Regions from separate parts of the Hordeum vulgare genome. Here region 2 is linked to region 1. The links are chromatin contacts, called in public Hi-C maps. All regions are on one chromosome and are shown on one strand. The core of a region is the stretch at or near the end of the contact, and the rest is flanking DNA. Distances in the headings are between cores, read along the strand shown.

Region 1 (3,062 bases), core at 542-3,041:
CTGCTGCCTCTTTTAGAGGTTTGTATTCTAAGCTTCTGTTCAGGTGTATCTCCTTCAGGCTCTACAGCTTGAACACAGCCATGTGCCATAGAATGCATGCCATCTTGCTTATGCGTACTATGGCGTGGCGGCTTCAACCATCGTGCACCAGCCCACTGACCAAACTGCGATGCTTCTTGGCTTGTTATAACCGGTGTACAACTTCTCCTCTGAGGGTCTGGTTTCAGAACAACAATTTGCGAGGGCCTCCGTGAACGCCTGCTCCCATTTGGTGCCGAATGCTCCAGCGACACATCTGAAGTTTCCTCAAGAAGCATGCTAGAAAGAGGATCCCCGGGCTCACTACCAACTTCCATTCTGCAAAGGATATCCTGCCCAAACGATTGCGCACCAGCACCATTGGTTCCATGGGGGGAGCACTGCAAACCACTGTAACCAAGGAAGTGCCCTGGGAACCCTGACAAGGCAATACTGCTCTCCTGAAGGATTTCAAGGAAAACGTCCTTCTTGGAGTAGAGTATCTCAAGTGCCTCGCCAAACTCCTTGGAATTCCGGCGGCCTTCGTCGGTGGAAAGGCGCTTGGCATCCAAGAACTTCTGCCTGACAAACTCGAGATCGGCATCGTCGCTTCTTGGGCGCGGCCTCTCGTCGCGTGACTGCAACGCCCTGCGCATCGCCATGTTCTCCACCTCGGTCACCTCGAAAACGTCCTTCAGCTCCGGCAGCTCATCGCCGCTGCTCCGGCATGGCCGATCCTCGCACGAAACCCGGGCCGCTTCCTCGGCTCGTCCGGACAACTTGAGCCGCGGGTTGCTCTGGATGTCACTCTGGCACCGGTCAAGAACCTTCTTGGACCTCGGCACGGTGTCAAGGCCCATCAGCCTCGCGACGATGCTGGGCGCGCAGTGAGTGAACTCCACCTCCTCCGGCCCCTCTTTCGTCAAGTGTGGCTTTGCAGAAGCCATGCTTTGGTTGCTGATGTTGACTGCCTGCGAAACAGAGGAAAGGCACAGCACCACAGCTTCAGCAACGAAATATGTATACAGAATGCACACTAGCTTGTGGACACAGAGATCCTCCTTACCGCTCCCCAGTTGTCTTTGCCTCTGTGCGCCTCTGACAGCGGCATCGCCTTCCTCGCCCTCTTGGACCCTCTCTTGAACTCAAATGTGAACTGGTTAAAAAGTTGATGAAACAACGGAAGCATCAGGACTCATGGTCAAAGCATATCAGCAATGGTCAACCAGGGGCTAGCGCCATTCAAATCTAGTATTATTAAAAAAAATGAACGAACCATGCTCACTAGTTAATTATTTAGTTTTGAAAATTCCGGACTAGGAGTTTGAATCTGCATTTCGGGAGATGCTCCACTAATGAATCTAGCAAAGACCAAGGGAGAGCAGCAGCAGCAGCAGCAGGTCAAAGAGAGACAGAGCTGGGGGACAGAGGTGACAGGAGGAGGAGGAGGAAAAGGGGGGCGAGACGGGCGGCGAGGCTTACAGAGGATTCCTCGACGGAAGACACCACCGGATCCTCCATCCCCGGCGCGGCGGCCGGCACTCGCGCTGCGCAACGGCGACAACGAAGGCGGATTCAAATCGGAGGGGAGAAAAGGTGGGAGCAGAAAGTAGCCGTGCGGGATGAGGCGGCGGCGCTGCTCACCTCGGCGCGGCGCGGGGCGGGGGTGGGGGCAGCGAGGGGGCCTCGCCGCCGCAGATCCTCCTCCTCCACGCGGTCCGGCGCCGCCGCGCAGCATCGCCTCCCCCTTTTCCGGTGTGACAACTTTTCGGGCTTCTCACTCTCTCTCTCTCTCTCTCTCGCTTTCAAGAGGATTTGAACTGCGGCCGTCGCAGGGGGAGGCGGGTCCCCCGCATAGGCATGGCCGGGCGGGCGGTGAGAGGACAGCGGAGTGGGCTGGACTTGAAGGACGTGGGGACGTACCCTTATCGTCCCTGCGCGTGGGTCAGAGGAGGAGGTGGACCGCGGTGTCAGGGAGCGAGGAGGGTGTGGGTGTGGGCGGGAGGCTGGGGAGCGGAGGGCGGTGGGGCGTTCGGGTTTGAAAAGGGCCGTGGGCCCGAGGGCCCCACACCCTGGTCTGGTCTGGTCGAGTCTCGCGCACAGTGAGCATGCGCGAGAGCGAGGGAGCACCCGAGGCTGCACAACACGCCGCGGAAGTGCATCCACGGCTCTCCGGATTTCCACAATACAGCACAACTTTTTTGGGGAAACTTGGGAGTTTGAAAATATTCCAAAATATCGCCCCTTTGGCCCTTTCTTTTCATCCCCGGGGTGCCATTGCCCGTGTCAAGGGTGTTGCGGCCGGAGCTGACCGTGCCACCACATACACACAAAGCTAGCCCTGTTCATGGGAAACCCGACCTTGCCCATGGGTGGGGTTCGGGCCTAGATTTTCAGCCCAATGGTCGGGCCGGGTCGGGTTTGGACCTGCGAAAAGCCGATTTTACCCTACGTCGGGTCGGGTTTATTAGACCGGGCTGGGCTGAGGTCGGGCTTGGGCCTAGAAGCTAGGTTCGACGGTCGAATCGGACGGGGCTCGAGCCTGAGTTTTGTATCATGAACTTTTTTAGGCTCGGCCCGGCCCGGCCTACCAAGGCATCATGCTTTAGTATGACGGCGCTAGGGCACCATGCCATTTGGTTAAAGAAAAGACCAGCCCGGGCTGAGGCGTCCAACCGACCATGCATCTTTTTTTCTACATCCCATCTGTTTTTTGGGTTTTTTTTGCCACACCTTCCTCTGGGCTTTGACAATTTGCCACCGGTTATATTGTAATTGATCCATTGTCACCGGTTATATCAAACTTTATTGTTTCGCCCTCTGTTGGATGGGTCCCACAAGAAATGTCCAAAATACCCCTCTCGTTCTGATTCCCTTTCCTCTCGCCCACAAGAACCAAGGGGACGGCAGGTGGCGACAACAACTTGCGTTGGGTGGCCCTCAATGCCGACAATCCTGGTGGTCCTCAATGGCAGTGGCTGGATCCAGGCCATGAAGGTTAGGCCCTCTCTCTCGCCCCCTCTCCCCCGTCCCCTTAGAGTTAC
Region 2 (3,302 bases), core at 200-2,699, 220 kb after region 1:
TGCACTGGAGACGTCAGGGACCCTGGCGTCTGGCTAGGCCCAGCCGATCAGCCTGCCGTTGATCAGATGACGTGACGAAGGGGCCAGACGCCAGGAACTGGCGTCTCATAAGTCCAATTTAGTGCAAACCTACTGGTGTCTGTTGTGCGCACCCAGACGCCAGGGTGTCTGGCGTCTGGCTAGGCCCAGTCGATCAGCCTGCCGTTGACCAGATGACGTGACGAAGGGGCCAGCCGCCAGGGTCCCTGACGTCTCAGATGTCAAATTTAGTGCAAACCTACTGATGTCTGTTGTGCGCACCCAGACGCCACGTTGCCTGGCGTCTCATATGTCAAATTTAGTGCAAACCTACTGGTTTCTGTTGTGCGCACCCAGACGCCAGGGACCCTGGCGTCTGGTCTTGGCCACATGACCAGACGCCAGGGTCCTTGACGTCTGGGTCCTGAACCCAACTAAACTATGTGGTGGACTGTTGGTGTGTGTGCCACCACACTCACTATATGGTGGACGGTTGGTGTGGGTCCTATCACAACCATGGCTAGGTCATTGATTGGTTAGTGAGGCAACCTTTTTCGTCGCTGGTGAAGCAAGCTTCTCGTTGCAAATTGGAAGAAAATAACACCTATCTCTGAAAAAGAATGAAAATGCTTAACTATAAAATAATAACACAGACGATACGCATAGGTTGCAACAATGAAAAGTACCCTTCAAAGTTTCATTGATACTGAATACACATACAACAAAAATGCTAACAAATCAACTAATCAAACATAACATAATATTCAAAAATACTATCAAAATAAGATGTTGAAACAAAAAAGAAATGAAGGGATTAGGATAGATTACCTCAACGAAGCTTTGGGGGATCCAATGTAGTGATTTTGGTGAAGAAGGAAGTAGATCAAGGGAGGAGGGTGTGAGGGGAAGAGGGGGCGAGAGAGAGAGAGAGATGAGTTCTGGCGGCTGGGGGTGGAGGAAGATGATGGGTGGGTTGGTGGGTCGGGCCAGGGAGTTACTTAACCTACCCGAGCAAGGTCTGGCTAGACGCCGTGGCCAATGACATCTGGCCCCTTTGCCACGTCATTTGGTCAACGGGGGCAGATCGATCGAGCCATCACCAGACGCCAGGGTCCCTGATGTCTCCAGTGCAAACCAGACGTCAAGGACGTTGGCGTCACGTAAAGAGGTCAGGTTTGCAAAAAAAATTCAAACGAAGGTCAAACCTGTATTTCCTTTTGACTTTAGGTTAAAACACGAAAATTGGCGTAAAGATCACTCGTTTGTTCTCTTGCGCATTCTTAACGGGCCGGCTGGTCCTGTCCCCTGCCGCGCTTTTTAACCACCACCGGCCGAAAGCAGCGGGGCCCGTCCAAATCGCGCTCCACGCGGTCCACGCGCGGCCTATATAATAATAAATATTTACGTAATCTACCACGTACACCCCTTCAGAAAAAAAAAGGGAATCCAGTGAGCCCCCCTCATTCATGCTCGCCCTTCCGTGCTTCAATCCGACCGGGCCGGTCCGGTACTCCGGTCCGGTCCCGGCTCCCGAACCATCCAGACCCCGGTCCACCACCACCGACACGCGGGCCCGCACGCCAGGGTCACGCCCCCCGCGCGCCGCTGCCTCCGGCGATCCCAGCTCTTTCTTCCGCTCCCTCTTCATAAATACCGCGCCCAGACCTCGCCGCAGATCGACCGCGCTCGCCCTCTCCGCCTCCCTACTGCTGCTAGTAGCGCTAACCGGACTTCCCTCCGCCGCCAACGCCAACATGACCGAGGTCTGCGTCAAGGCCGCCGTCGGCCACCCCGACACGCTCGGCGACTGTGAGTCCCCCCCTTCCGTCCGACCTTCGTCGCCCGGTCGACTCGCCGGCGGAGCCCTGACTGATTTTTTTTTTTTTTTGATTTTGGGGGGCGCAGGCCCCTTCTCGCAGAGGGTGCTGCTCACGCTGGAGGAGAAGAAGGTGCCCTACGAGATGAAGCTCATCGACGTCAGCAACAAGCCCGACTGGTCCGTCCCTCCCTCCCCCTCCTCCCCACTAGAACAGAATCTCAGTTTCAGGCTCAGACGGGAAAAAAAATTCATATATAGATGGGTTACTGGTCTGGTTTCCTTGATGTTTTGAGCCTCTTCTATGGCCGCCGTGGGTGAGGCTTATGCGTCGCTTAGATGCCTGCTGTGACGCGTGACAGATTTGGTCTATCTGGTGCAGAGTATGTGGCCCTCGAATTGGGTGTACACGGATACTGTGTTGGGACTAGAAATTCAGTGAAAAAGGAGCTAGAAATTCTCTCGGTTTTCTTCTGCGCAAGGGGTTCAGTATTATTTTGATAATAAAAACAGAAGGACCAGAAGCTCTCTTGGTTTACTTCCGCAGCAAGGGTAAATCATTGCGATGGAAAAAAGAAGTAGAAATTCTTCGACTTGTTTTGACCCAATTCCACAGCGATTTGCCGCCTTCAGTCGGTGCTAGTTGGTTCGCGTTGGGTGAAGCAGAACAGCACGGGACTGGGCATTTTATCGTGGTCGCCGTGGGCGAGGCTTTGTGCGTTCCTTAGATGCCTGCTGTGATGTGACAGATTTGGTCTATCTAGTGCAGAATGTGTGGCCCTGGACTTAGGTTGGGTGTGCCACGCAGAATGTGCTAGAACTGAAAGTCACCCTAAGATATATCCAGATAAAAACAAGAGACATAGTTAAATATCTCTATGGTAATTTTCATAAACAAGAATGAGAAAACTATTTTGTTTGCTTGTGCTATTTTGTTACTGCTGAACACGGGGTTCAGAATTTTAGACAAAAACTATAGTATTTTGTTTGCTTCTGCACAAGGGGTTCAGTATTTCAATCTCACTTCAGAGGAATATAGTTTATAGGATGAATTATGAGTATGATTAGGGGACTACATCTTGAAGGTGATTCACCCAATGCACTTGCACTGTCCAGGCAGAAGCTTGGAAGAATTGGAAATTGCTTGACTTGATTTTTGTTTTGGGGGCAAATGTGTGAAGATGAATTGCCAACTGTTGCATGTCTTGGGCATCAAAGCGTTACAGACATTACTGTGCAACAATGAGGGCAGCATCATAGGTTAGCACCACGACCCGACACATTGTTTGGAGTTTAGCATGTAAATAGAGGATTTCCCTGTCAAACAAATAAAACATTTTGCATCTAATTGGCATTGAAGAAATCTGAGAGAAGCTACCACTTCTGTTTTGCTATTTCTTATATGGGGCCGGGGCTTATCTTTGCAGATGTGCATGTTGGGATAGCTTGATATGCAACAAGCCCTTGA

The links. Hi-C and Micro-C count contacts between places; a contact is called where the count stands out from the background.
Region 2: a contact with region 1 is called in a Hi-C map of seedling, with 2.2 times the contacts expected there. The contact joins the promoter of LOC123451934 here to the promoter of LOC123451547 in region 1. A contact is called at or near these places in 1 of 6 Hi-C or Micro-C datasets (seedling) and 1 of 1 datasets of contacts at active chromatin or transcription factors (embryo).

Annotation. Positions count from the first base shown.
Region 1 is chr1H:19,596,539-19,599,600 of MorexV3_pseudomolecules_assembly, forward strand. LOC123451547 reads right to left here and starts at 1,792. Exons shown (of 6, transcript XM_045128264.1): 1 at 1,663-1,792; 2 at 1,501-1,565; 3 at 1,085-1,174; 4 at 1-989. The coding sequence starts at 1,756.
Region 2 is chr1H:19,817,387-19,820,688 of MorexV3_pseudomolecules_assembly, forward strand. LOC123451934 (probable glutathione S-transferase DHAR1, cytosolic) reads left to right here and starts at 1,450. Exons shown (of 6, transcript XM_045128535.1): 1 at 1,450-1,827; 2 at 1,924-2,014. The coding sequence starts at 1,485.